2 separate regions of the Sus scrofa genome follow, and region 1 is linked to region 2. The links are chromatin contacts, called in public Hi-C maps. All regions are on one chromosome and are shown on one strand. The core of a region is the stretch at or near the end of the contact, and the rest is flanking DNA. Distances in the headings are between cores, read along the strand shown.

Region 1 (7,113 bases), core at 4,374-6,873, 400 kb after region 2:
GTTTTCCTTGTGATGAGAACAATAAGGATTTATTCTCTTAACAGCTTTCATATATAATATGCAGCACCGTTAATTATATTTATCATGTATGTTACATCCTTGGATTTATCTACCTTGCAACTGGAAGCTTATACCTTTTGACTACCTTCATCCAATTTTTCCTCCCCCACTCTTTTCAAGAAGACTTTGCAGGCTGGAATTCCCTTCCTGGCTCAGTGGTTAACGAACCCGACTAGTATCCATGAAGACTCAGGTTCGATCCCTGGCCTCGCTCAGTGGGTTGAGGATCCGGCATTGCCATGATCCTGTGGTGTAGGTCGCAGACGCGGCTCAGATCCCATGTTGCTGTGGCTGTGGCATAGACTGGACCCCTGGCCTGGGAACATCCATATGCTGTGGGTGCAGCCCTCAAAAAGACAAAAAAAAAAAAGAAGAAGAAGACTTTGCAGGCCTTCAAAAAAGTCCAGAAGGAAGATAACATTTATAGATGCTGTCTGTGATGATGGGAATGTTCTAGATGGAACAATCGCAGTGTGTTTCCAATGCGTGATCATTAGCCACGTGTGGCTATCAAACACTTGAAATGAGGCTAGTGCAACCGAGGAACTGCACTTTTTACTTTATTTTAATTTTAATTCATTTCTTTTATTTATTTTAATTCATTTTAAATAGCCACCTGTGCCTAGTGGCTGCCATGTTGGACGACACCACTTTAGACCTTGGCCTGAAACTACCTGTGTTTTTGCTACCTCGTTTCCCATCTCCACCTCCAGTGTGCTGCACAGAGAAAGTCAAGAGCAACTCTGGCTGCCATATTGGAAGGTTGCCTGAGCCACTGTTGTCATCTGCTCTACCATAAGTGCATGTTTGCTCACGATTTCCATGTTTTCACAGATGAAACAATCTATGCGACTGACCCAGAGGAGAGGAAGTGAAAACGCTAGGGAAGATGGGACCAGGAGTGACAGCTAGAAGCTTATTTTGCTTATTTTGTCTTGGATGGATAACCCCATTGGCATGAACGCATGGGTGGAGGACAGGACCTTTCGAAGTAGAAAAACAAGGGAGTTATATCTGGAACATGGGGTTGAAGCCCCATAGAAGATTCAGGGAGACAAGACAAGGGAACTGAAGTCATGACTTGAGCTCAGGAGAGAAGCCAGCACAAGAGATAAGGGTTCGAGGGTCATCAGGATTTAAGGTTATGTGTGGGCAGCGGGGCTTGAACCATGGAAGTGGGTGATGGAGTTGCTTAGGGAGACCAAGTGAGAACAGTGCCTCTGAGACCTGGCAACTTAGTACTGTCAGGGTTTACCTCCCTCCCCCAGTACCCAGGCACTGCACCCCTGCAGGGACTGAGCTGCTGCAGTCAGATTCTTAACCTGCCATGCTCCGACTGGACCCCTGGCCTGGGAACCAAAAGACTTAAAACTCCATTGCTAATGCCCACCATTAACATTTGCCCATCTACCCAAGATGGTCTAACACCTAACACTTTATGATAAAACTAGGCCCAGAATTCAAGTATTCCTATTGTCCTCCTCCTGCTTTGGGTAGCTGGCTTCTAAAGGTAAGACTGTCCACTCTGTTATCCTCTATAGCTCCATGGTCAGGATCTTCCAGCCAGACTCAATTTCCATATGTTCTCAAACCATATGTACTGTATGTACTCAGTACATACAGTACAGTGTGACAAGCAGAGTGGTCTTTTACTTCTCATCCCGTTGCCCAAGTCCAAAAACCCGGGAGTCTTTCTTGACTTTTCTCCCTTACACTCCTACCATCAGCAAATGGTTAGCTCCGTCCTCAAAATATACCTAGAGTCTGACAACCTCTCCTTGCCTCCACTGTTTCTAACTACCCCAAACCACCACCATGTCTCTTCTGGATTATGGCAACAGCCTACTCATAGGTCCTTCTGTTTCTGCTGTGGTCGCCCAGGGGTCTGTTCTCCATACAACAGCTGGAATAGTCCTTTTGTAGGTCTTTCAAAGTCCGAGGATCTGGCTTCCTTCTTGCTCTGTGAAGGTGTCTTTCTCTACTGCTCTTCTCTTCATTCGCATCCGTCTAGGCACATTGGCTTCTTTGTTGTTCCTTGAACACACTAAGCCTATTTCTGCCTCAGGGCCTTCGCACTTACTTGTTCCTTTGCACAGCATGCCCTTACCCCAGCGATCCCTTACCTGGTTCAGGTCTCTGCTTAAGTGTCTCCTTATCAGTGAGGTCTTCCCAGGTCACCCTAAGAAGCAACTACCACCTCCCAGCTGCTTGCCTGTTACTCTCTCCCCCTTTGGTGTAGGTCACAGACGTGGCTCAGAGCTGGCGTTGCTGTGGCTGTGGTGAAGGCTGGCAGCTACAGCTCTGATTGGACCCCTAGCCTGGGAACCTCCATATACCTCGGGTGCAGCCCTAGAAAAGTCAAAAAGACAAAAAAAAAAAAAAAAACTGGATTAAAAAAAAAAATGTTCCCGAGTCACTTTTCTTTTCTTTCTTTCTTTTTTTTTTTTTACTTTTTAGGGCCGCCCCTGAGGCATATGGAGGTTCCCAAGCTAGGGGTCAAATCAGAGCTGCGGCTGCCTGCCTACACCACAGTGCATGGCAACACCAGATCCTAAACCCACTGAGCAAGGCCAGGGATCGAACCCACATCCACATGGATCCTAGTCGGGTTTGTTAACGCTGAGCCATGATGGGAACTCCCTGAGTCACTTTTCAACCTCACTCTGATCTGGTGTCCACTACACAACTTAGTCTACCTGGGCAGCTTAGTGCTGTCAGGGTTCGCCTCTCTCCCCAGTACACAGGCACATACATATACACACGTACGCTCAGTCACACCTAGTCACTTTGGCTCAGGCTAGAATCTAGTCTCCCCTAACTCCCACATCAGCACCCCATCCTCACTCTGCTCCAGCAGCCAACTGTCCTGGAACTGCTCCCAATGCGTGACCTCACATCTAACAAGGGCCCCTTTTCTGACCCAGTTCTACTCTCTCAAGGACTTCCTGACTTTGGCTCCATCAGATAGAGCTGTGAATATGGGAAGCACTGTTTCTCTTCCTTCCCAACAATCGTTATCCTCCTTGAGTTCAGCTTCATCCCTGGCAGGACCCTCCCTCCCTCCTACATCTTATCATCTACAGGACACTCCAGTGACTGAGGAATTTCTGTTCATTAGAGTTCACTGGACAGAGATACAAGAAAGGTAGAAAGAGGGAGTTCCCATTGTGGCTAGCAGTAACGAACCCGACTAGCATCCAGAGGATGAGGGTTCGATCCCTGGTCCCGCTCAGTGAGTTAAGGATCTGGCATTGCGGTGAGCTGTGGTGTAGGTCACAGACAAGGCCTGGATGGCATTGCTGTGGCCGTGGCATAGGCCAGAAGCTGCAGCTCTGATTCAACCCTAGCCTGGGAACCTCCTTATGCCTTGGGTATAGCCCTAAAAAAAAGCAAAGTAGGAAGACAGGAAGGAGAGCGGGAAGGGAGGGAGGAAAGAAGAGAAGGAAGGGATGGAAGGCAGGCGAGGAGGAAAAGGAAGACAGATACAAACTCTGAGGGGCAGAAAGTTTACTTGTAAAATTTCATTCCTTCAGTTCCTGGAGTGGGTGGCTGCCGACATAGTATGTTGCTGGAGACTCTGAAAATGAGCTTTTGTGTGTCCTCCATCTCCACCTGTCCAAGGATTTCTCTTTAACTCGAGACAGAGCCCAGGTTTGGAGCTTTGTCTCATCATTAGAAGATAAATTGTAATTTGGAAATACTCCTAAGAGAGGTCCTTGCTTTAAAATCATGCAAAGGTGGAGTTCCTGCTGTGGTGCAATGGGAACCAGGGCGTCTTGGGAGCTCTGGGATGCAGGTTCCATCCCCAGCCCGGCACAGTGGTTTAAGCAGCTGCGGCTTAGGTCACATCTGTGGCTGGGATCTGATCCCTGGCCTGGGAACTCCGTATGCCCCAGGGCAGCCAAAAAATAAATAAATAAAATCATGAAAAGATAAAAATGACTGATATCAGATTCTTAAGTTTGGGAAAGAAGAAGAGAAAGAGCTCTAGGCACCCAAAGGCAGTAGGTAGAGGATACCGGATAATGGAAAAAGATGAAAGGAGAAGGCTAGAAGCTGAGCTGCCTCTTATCCAATTCCGCTGAAGGCTGGACATGATGAAATGAAATGGAAGAGGCTGGAAGGTGAGGACCACACTTAGTTAAGTCTGGGCTGCAGTACTGTCACTGGGACAACTTTTGATCACATGTCAAACTGCTCTAGTTTGGGGGCAAGAGGAAGAGGGGCACTCGTGTGGCAGAATGTCCAGAGATAGGGCATCTGGAAGATAAAAGATTCTGCTAAGTCTCTTCCCCAGAAATATCAATGGAAAACACATTTTCTTTTATTCTGTCTTTCTCTTTGGCTTTGCCAGCTTCTAGGTTCTCTGTCTCCGTTCCCCCTATGTCTCCGTTACTGCTTTTTTTCCCTCTTTAATAACGATCAAGTCCAAAGAAACCTGAGAAACCCCACTCCCACTATCTCTTCCTGAGTGACCAGGGACCTTCCCCCTCTTCCCCAAGGAAGCGTTGGGGTTGGGAACAAGTCTCTCTCACTGTCAGGCCCTGTGAAGCACGAACAGAGCCAGCAGTCAGTGTAAAGAACCAAAAGATCTGGAATTTGGATGAGCCTGGTCTAAAGTCCACCCTGGACAGTCCAAATCCTGACACCCAGGGGGAGGGCCCTTCTCTCCAGCTGGGCCAGATTTTATGCAAGGCATTTAGTGTGTCAAAGTGTCAGTCTTTGGCCTTAGAGTCGGTCTCCTGACCTGTTTTCCAACCCCGCCCCTGGGTGATCTGGGTTAATGGAGCTCTCCACCTCCTCTCCAAAACATTAGACCCTTGACCTACCTACCTTCCTGACTAGAGGCAAGAAAGATCAGTGTGGACTGGGAGCTCTTGAGGACACAGGAGTCAGAGAAAAGGAAGGGGAGAGTAGCATTAAACGAAAAGATGTCAGAACTAGGACCTCTCCCCAGTCTGACCCCTCACAGCAGGGTAACTGAGGTGGGGTCCGGGAGTCTCTCAAATGCTAGTTCCCAATGGGCTGCAGTTCCAGTCTGGCCGAAGAGCGCCATCTGGCGGCCAGCCCCTCAAACTGGAATCTCTTTGCCCTAACTGAGTTCTCGAAGCCAGAAGACAACCTGGGCGGAACCGTCACCTCCTCTCCTACGTCACTCCGGGGACCCCGCCCCTGCCTGGATCGCACCTCCTCCTGCGGGCGACTGGCCCTAGCGCCTCCCCCGCAGAATTGCCGCCCTTCCGCCCTCTCGGGTTGATCGCTTCCCCGGTAGAAATCTGCTTAATGCTCCCCCGGGGATCCGCCCCACCTCGTCGGGGAGCCCATCCTATCCCCTGGGAATCTGCCCCCGTCCTCTTCCTCCCCTCCCGGGGGATGGACTGCCCTGCTCCTCTTCCACATACTAACAGGGAGCCTCCTCCGGTCCACAGGACCCAAATCCAGGTTACTAACGAGGTCTCCCCTCCCCTCGTCCCAGAAGGACTCCGCGGCCAGGGAGCCGGCCTCGTCGGCGCCCACGCCCGCTGATGGGCGGAGCTCCGCGGGCTCGGCCCCGGGATGGGCTGTCCCATCGTGACGTCACTTCCGTCCGGGCCTGGCCGCGGTTCGGGATCCTTGGGCCGAGGGGGGGCAAGGAGGTGGCAGCTGAGCGAGGAGGCGGCGCGGAGGCCGAGGACTCACGCCTGGACCAATCCCGCGTCCCGGGCCGCAAGCCCCGATCCTGCCGCGCCCCGAGAGGCAAGACCGGCCGGATGGGCCGCTGAGCCCGGATCGGGGACCGGTGAGGCGCGAGCGGAGCGGGCAGCCGGTCCGGGGCGGGAACGGCCCGCTGAGCTGCAGAGGGTCCGGGAGCTTGGGATGCGGGGAGGGAAGCGGGTCAGGCCCGCCTCTCCTACTCGCCCGGCGGGGAGGCAGGGGCCGGGGAAGCCGCCGACAGGCGTGGCGAGGACGGTGAGGCCCGTCCGGGGGAGGCCTGGCGGCGGCCGGGTGTGAGGAGGGGGCGGGGTGGTTGGGGTCATTATTGGGCCGGCACTTGGGATTCGCCTCCGGCACGGTGGCGTCGGGGAGGGGGAGTATGCTTCTGGCCAGGGCTTTGGGAAGAGGATGACTATGAGTGGGGGAGGCAGAAAACAGGCTTGGAAAATTTTTCCATGGTCCTTTTTCAGAGAGAGGTTCGAAAAGCTCTTCTCTCCCTAGAGGGTGATGTTGAACACCTGGAGAAGGGTCTCAAGTGGAGTTGGGGGCGGGGGGAGGTCAGTTACAGTATTTGGAAGGGACAGTGCTCTGCGAGTCCCTGCCCTGAGCGGATGTGCAAAAAAGCCTGGCCGCCTCCAAAATCTGAGCCTCCACATCTTCACAGTGTGGAGCCCCCTGGAGCTAAAATCAGGATGTTCCGCTTCATGAGGGACGTGGAGCCTGAGGACCCCATGTTCTTGATGTGAGTATCCCCGCCCCCTCACGCGCTAGAGCACGCATCCGCTCCACATCAGGTCTCCGAGTAGTTCAGATGGACTCAGGGCCTCCCGTTGCTGCTCAGCCCCAGCTCAGACTTTGAGGGGAAGTCTGTGCTCCTGGTTCCCTAAGGCTGTTTTCTTGGCGGGGGCGGGGAGGCGTTGACTGCTGGCCTTTCTAAGCCCACACGGTATACACCCCATGCACAGGGACCCCTTTGCCATTCACCGTCAGCACATGAACCGGATGTTGTCGGGTGGCTTTGGATACAGCCCCTTCCTCAGCATCACAGATGGCAGCATGCCAGGGACCAGGCCTGCCAGCCGCAGGATGCAGGTAAATGGTGGTGCAACAGACCTGAGACCAGAAGAAAGGTTGGAGGGTGGTTGTATCAAAGTGCTTGATTTTTCTTGCACAATGGCCGGCTTAGCAAGTGGGCAGAGGGGTCTGGAAAACAGGTTTTGTGATCCCCTGTTGAGGGCTTGGTTTGGGACAGTAATGAGCTAGGAAGTGGTCTCTCATTCTTGTTCCTTATGTGTTCCTGTAGCCTGGGGCCGTCTCTCCCTTTGGGATGCTGGGAATGGTGAGTCCTCCTCCTCTCTT
Region 2 (6,762 bases), core at 788-3,287:
AATTATAGTGAAGACATACGCTAATTTGGGGTAACAGTACAAGGGGAAACCTTAAAGTAAAAAATGAAGGGATTGTAAGCTGGTTTGGAAATGTGGATGGAGGAGGTTGGGGAGGCTGGGCAGACAGTCCAACATCCCTTTCACAGGCATCCATCCAAACACGGCTGGACTCACCAGCGGTCAGCGGCAGCTGTTCCCTCGGCGTCTCCCAGCCATAGCTTTTCCTCTGACTGCTCCAGATACTCCTCAGCCCAGCGGGCAGGGGACACAGACAAGGGGTCTGCAAGGAGCAGAGAGGTGGGGAATCACTGAGGGATCAGGAAAGGAAGAATATCGACCAAGTCAAAGTGGATTACATCCTACTGAATACCTTAGAGACCCTGGGTCAAAAGAAAATACTTCTGGAGTTCCCATTGTGGCTCAGCAGAAACAAATCCGACTAGGAACCATGAGGTTACGGGTTCAACCCCTGGCCTCACTCAGTGTGTTAAGGATCAGGTGTTGCCATGAGCTGTGGTATAGGTCCCAGACACGGCTTGGATCCTGTGTTGCTGTGGCTCTGGTGTAGGCTGGCAGCTGTAGCTCCAATTCAACCCCTAGCCTGGGAACCTCCAAATGCTGTGGGTGCGATCTTAAAAAGAAAAAAAAAAAAAAAAAAAATACTACTAAATTTTCAACACCTAACCCACTCTCAAGGGGCCTGGGGCAGAAGTTTACTGAGTTGGGAACAGGAGACTAAATAAGGAGGCTCAGGAGAGGAGTTAAGGACCAAACCCTTTGCCAACATCAAATGCTATCACCAACATGAGGAATCTAAAAAAAAGGACACAATGAACTTCTTTGCAGAACAAATACTGACTCACAGACTTTGAAAAACATATGGTTTCCAAATAAGACAGGTTGGCGGTTGGGGGGATGCACTGAAGGTTGGGATGGAAATGCTATAAAATTTGGTTGTGATGATTCTTGTACAACCATAATTGTAATAAAATTCATTGAGTAAAGAAAAAAAGAAAAAAATACATAATTGCTATTTAATCTTTCAGAAATTTAAGCCACTTTAACGATTAAATATTTCATATTTAGTTTATATTTTTATTGAAAGTCTATCTCCAAATGAATTATCCAAATAAAGAAATCAAAGGAAAAAAAAAAGACGAAACCCTTTTGCTTGAAGTATAGGAGCCCTTCCTAAGAAACAGCAGGCCCTGGGCCACCGTCTCGCTCAAGAGACTACAAGGAACTGGCAAGGAGCCAAGGGAGAGCACAGGAGCTCCTGTTCCTTAACCAAACCTCTGGTCTGTTCCCCTCTAGAATTCACACCTTCCCAACAACAGGAGCCCCTTATTTCAGCTTAATATACCTACCAGGAGACTATGAGAAGCAGACTGCTGGGCTAGAACTAAAAATACATGGGTCCACTCTTCCTACTGGATCTTTTATTTATTCATTTATTTATTTTGTCTTTTCAAGGCTGCAACTGCGGCATATGGAGGTTCCCAGGCTAGGGGTCCAATCAGAGCTGTAGCTGCCAGCAACTACAGCCACAGCAATGCAGGATCTGAGCCATGTCTGCAACCTACACCACAGCTCACGGCAACACTGGATCCTTAACCCACTGTGCGAGGCCAGAGATCAAACCTGCAACTTCATGGTTCCTAATTGGATTCATTTCTGCTGCACCACGACGGGAACTCCTGGATCTTTTTTTCATGTTTTAACTGAGACGTAACATACAAACATGAAAGTACAGAAAGTGTACCAAACATACGTGTGCTGCTTCATTAACCTCCACCTATGAACACACTCAAGTCACCCCCACCCAGATCAGGACATGGAACGTTTATAGTTCCCTCGCAGGCTGCCGTGGGTCCCCAGCCCCTGGGATAAACACCATTCTGATTTCCATCACTTCTGACTGGTTTTGAGAGCAAAGTCTTTAAGTCCAATTCTAAAAATTGTCTTAGAAGCTCTAGTGACAAAGGGCAACATCAGAATAAACATATCGAACTTTCCTCTGCCTCCAGGACTTTACCCTTTACTATTCTAGGGCCAGGAAAAAAAGCAAAGAGAGAATTAGTTAAAGGGTTTAAAAGATCCTGAGGGAGTTCCCCAGTGGCTCAGCAGATTAAGGTTAAGCAGCCTTGTCGCTGCTGTGGCGTGGGTTCCAGCCCAGGCCCCAGAACTTTGGCATGCTGTGGGCAGGGCCAAAAAAGGGGAAGGGGGCCTGAGGTGTACCTTCCTTCTGCTCTGTCCCTGTGTCCTTATAAATCAGACACTGAAATGATCATCCTGTCTTTGTCCCCAATCTGAAGATTTGTCACTGCTTTTAACACCAAGAAGACAGGTTTACCTCCTCAGTATTAACATATAACAGAACTTTCTTTCCATTTAACTGAGACCCTGCCTGAATAATTTCAGCAAACTGATCTCAATATTTGAGAAAGTAATGTTAAAACCTGAGGGGGGGAAAAAGAGCACAACTCACTGAATTCACCTAATTAAAAATAAGAAGTGATTTATTACTAATAAATCAAAGATAGAGTTTGACAGGTTTTTCTGATCCTGGACTCTGTCTCTTCACTTCAAGGACTCTCAACTTTTATACCCAGATTTCCCTCGCTAGCTTTTATAGGCAACATTTCTCTTTCCTTTGCCCGACTAGACTGTTGGCTCAAGCGTGGAGACCTAATAAGGAGATGCTGAATACCTCTGTCCCAATCTCTGGAAAAATAACCAGTCCCCTCCCCCTCACTCTCCGGTCACTGCTTACTCTCAACCAGTGTTCTGCAAAAGCAAATTCTGGCCACGAGAACTCTGCAAATTACTGAGAACACCATCTCTGCGAAATGCCCCTCTCAAGGGCAAAAACCAACAAAAAAGCACAAAGCACCTGGACTTTAAAACAGACAAGGGGGAAGTTCCTATTGTGGCTCAGAGGTCACGAACCAACTAGTATCCATGAGGATGCAGGTTTGATCCCTGGCCTCGTTCAGTGGGTCAAGGACCCAGCGTTGCCCTGAGCTGTGGTGTAGATCACAGATACAACTAGGATCAACTAGGATCCTGTGTTCCTGTGCCTGTGGCATAGGCTGGCAGCTACAGTTCCAATTCGACCCCTAGCCAGGGAACTTTCATATGCCTCAGGTGTGGCTCTAAAAAGCAAAAAAAAACAGAACAAAAAAACAGACAAGACGTAGTTTAGGGGAACAAAAATCCCAGAGGTGGGTCATCCTCAAATAGCTAAAACTTGGTATGTGGCCATATGGGCCACAAGACTTAGGGTTTTATGGCATCGGGAAGCTGCTCCAACAAAGGAGTCAGAATAAAATAACCAGAGGAATACCACTCAGCGTTCACACTATTTTTTGAGAAATTCCTACAGAAAAGCAGATCCATTTGGATACCAGTGAGATTGAAGCAGCAGAGGCCTGCTGCGGGAAGGGACGATCCTAGGTCATGGAGACTGTACCCAATAACTGATTCAGAACATTCACCTCGTGTGGTTTCTCAATTTGTGTTCATTTCATTGAGGCACATCTACCCAAGCTTAACGGTCTAAAACTCAGAACTTCCTACCTTCAACCACGCCAAGTTTCCAGGTCTGCAAAATCACACCGTGGTCAAGAACACACGTTCTAGGGTCAGCCTACCTGCTCTCAAATCCCAACCCCACCACTCAGTCACGGTGCATCTTCAAACAAGTTAGCCCTCTAAGATTCCATCTCCCTATATGAAATAGGGATAAGAACAGCTACCTCACAGGGATTCTTACGAAGATCAAATGAGATAGTGCCTGTGCAAAGCACAGAGTAACAAATATTAGCTATTATTATCACTACTGTGTGCTCATGGCAAACCCATACAAAAGTAGAAGACATCACAATGAGATCGTTATTCCTTTTACTCCACAGCCTCCTCCTCTGTCACCCAATGGAGATCCACTGCCAATCACCACCTGCTACTGCTGACCCCTGCTTTTCCTGTAAAAGTGCAGGTTTACCTCTCATGATTATCCTGTGAACCTCACACACCATATTAGCTGGGGCCATCTAAATGCAAGACCCCCTTAAAGATGTGTTTCTTTCCTAGAGCTGAGCAATCACAAGATGAACAGTTATGTGGCCCAGAAGGGTTTTTTTGGGGGGAGGGGGGTGGAATTCTATCGAGAAATATGTCAAATGAAAAAATGAGCTTCATGTGTTAATGGAATAATGCAATTGTGGTAGCACTTAAATAAATCTACACATATGATAAAACTACACCAAAACTATAAATACACAAATAAGGGCATGTAAAACTGGTGAACCCAATAAGCTCTGTGGATTGTACCAATGGCAATTTTCTGACTTTGATATTGTACATAACTAACAAATGCAAAATGTTACCATTGGTAAAAACAGAGGGAAAGATACACAGGACCTTTCCATACATTTTCTTTGCAACTTCCAGTGAAACTCTATTTCCAGAGACAACACTAAAACGAGAAAAACGAAGTTTCAAGGTTCCTTTTAAACTAGAGCTTAGAATCCTAACAATGTGGACTTAAAAATAATAAAGATTTAAAGAATATAACCTTTCTTTCAACTTGAAGTCTACTTTCCACAAACAGGCAACCAATACCATTAGTATAATAATATCAGCCATAAATGCTATGAGGCTAATGGAAATGAATTACAGTTGGCCCTCTGCATCCAGGCATTCCACACCCACAATTCAACCAAGTAAGGATGGAAAGTATTGGGGATTCCAGAAAGCTCCAAAAAGCAAATTCACATAGCATTTACATTGTATTTACATAGCATTACATTGTATTAGATATTATAATTAATCTAGAGATTTAAAGCATATGGGAAGGTAGGTTACACACAAATACCATCCAATTTTATACAAAGGACGTGAACATCAGGATTTTGGGAACCATGAGGGTCCTGGAATCAAGCCCCTGTTGGTGACCAAGGGACAACTGTATTTCTTTTAGCTCCTCCCAGATCTCAATTCATTTCTTCAATAAATTCTGAAGGGCCACTACATGCAAAGCAATACACTACTGCAATAGGACGTTTTTATGCAGGCAGACCCCACATAGCTTGACTTTCCCTTCCAGTTTTCCACATCCTCGCCACTGTGAAGCAGCCACAGTTCCAAAAGAACGTACAAAACAGAGAGAGATCTCCCAAAGAGAATTTAACAGGTAAGACAGGTTCAACAGGTCTTTCTAAAGTAGTTTTTCATTTACAGGTTAATGAAGATTTTGGTAGCTCCAAGTATGCAAGTAATTTTAACAATTATCTCATCAATCTCAATGCTTAAAATAGGCATGTTTTTTTTTTATTATTATTATCAAGTATGAATGCTACCCATACATTATAACAGAAGTCTCTCTGTGATAAGAGATAGCACTTAAACCTACGGTGTGTATGAAAAGCTGAGTTTTGATCTGATAGAGGGTCTTTGTTACAGCTCAGATTTCCAGTTGAGGCAAATCCACAGAGAAGAGTCTCAACGATAGTGTAATAATTCCAAGTATGGAGCCTGGAATCAGACAGACATGAGTCTGAATACTATCTCTGTTAAATGAATGATTTAACAGTACTAGACCTTCCAAATCTCAGTTTTCTTATCTATAAAACCTGCCTTGCATTACTGTGAAGCTCAACTTGGTTTAAGAATACAAAGTGAGCAGAAACATGAACACCTATTGTTCTTTCTCAAACTCCTACTTAAACAAGGGAAAGTGACTCATGATAAAAAGGACTAACAGCTTTCATTAAAGGTGAGTTTCAGCTGTAAGAGTTGGGGGGTTTTCTCTTGTGTGTGGAAGAAGCTCTGTCTCCAGGAGAATAAAAATGATGGGGGGAGGAGGAACCAATTGGGTCCAGTTAAACATCTCAGGAAAGTTCAGGAACTGTGATGAAGTGAACACCCTGAGAGGCTAGAATCTTTGCAACTTTCTCCATTTGTATCCCTTGTTTTTCTTTTATTTTTTTCTTTTATTTTTTTTCTTTTTTGGCCACATCCACAAGTTCCTGGACCAGGGATCGAACCCATGCCACATCAGCAACCCAAGATCCCGTTATTCTTGAATTCTTAAATTGGAAACAGGCTAACAGTGCTTCTCTTTGAGAACAATCAGGAAGAGCAAGGCTGAAGGGAATGCCCTTGCCCCCAGGCTTAGGGGGAGAAGAATCAATCCTAAGGAGTGCAGTGAGTATAGACTTCCCTCTTCAGAAAAATAGGCTGGGACTCTGAAGAGCTTAAATTGCAGGCATGGTGGTATAGCATAAGAGGTAAATCTGCAGACTCATTCAAACCCAGAGTCAAATCCCAGCTCCACCCACTTGCAAAGCTGTGTCTCCTTAAGCAAATTACTTAACCTGTCAGCCTCAGTGTTCATCTGTTCACTAGGAATAAAAAGAGTAACTACCTCTCAGAGTGATTAAACAGACAATGCATTTAAAGCATCACCACAAAGCCTAGAACATGGTAAGTAAACAATAACTCTTATTAATAGTTTTTATTACTATCATCAAGAAATCAGAGTTGCCGGCATGGCTCAGTGGTTAATGAACCCGACTAGCATCCATGAGGACGCAGGTTCAATCCCTGGCCTAGCTTGGTGGGTTAAGGATCTGGCATTGCTGTGGTGTAGGCCAGCAGCTACAGTTCCAACTGGACCCCTAGCCTGGGAACCTCCATATGCCTCGGGTACGGCCCTAAAAAGACAAAAAAAAAAGTATAACCTTCAGGCCTTTGAATGCC

The links. Hi-C and Micro-C count contacts between places; a contact is called where the count stands out from the background.
Region 1: a contact with region 2 is called in a Hi-C map of liver, with 8 times the contacts expected there. The contact joins the promoter of MLF2 here to the enhancer-like site in region 2. A contact is called at or near these places in 1 of 5 promoter capture datasets (liver) and 1 of 47 Hi-C or Micro-C datasets (liver).

Annotation. Positions count from the first base shown.
Region 1 is chr5:63,946,037-63,953,149 of Sscrofa11.1, forward strand. It overlaps MLF2 (myeloid leukemia factor 2), which reads left to right and starts at 5,624. Exons shown (of 9, transcript XM_003481695.4): 1 at 5,624-5,839; 2 at 6,419-6,496; 3 at 6,720-6,846; 4 at 7,058-7,093. The coding sequence starts at 6,447.
Region 2 is chr5:63,553,669-63,560,430 of Sscrofa11.1, forward strand. PEX5 (peroxisomal biogenesis factor 5) reads right to left here. Exons shown (of 17, transcript XM_013988424.2): 6 at 175-280. Among named protein-coding and RNA genes, the nearest start is that of PEX5, 5.7 kb to the right of the region's middle. Within about 2 kb of position 2,038, at least 8 of the 83 cell types and tissues checked have an H3K27ac peak or open chromatin away from gene starts, as enhancers often do. A contact at or near this core is called in liver, where this site is marked.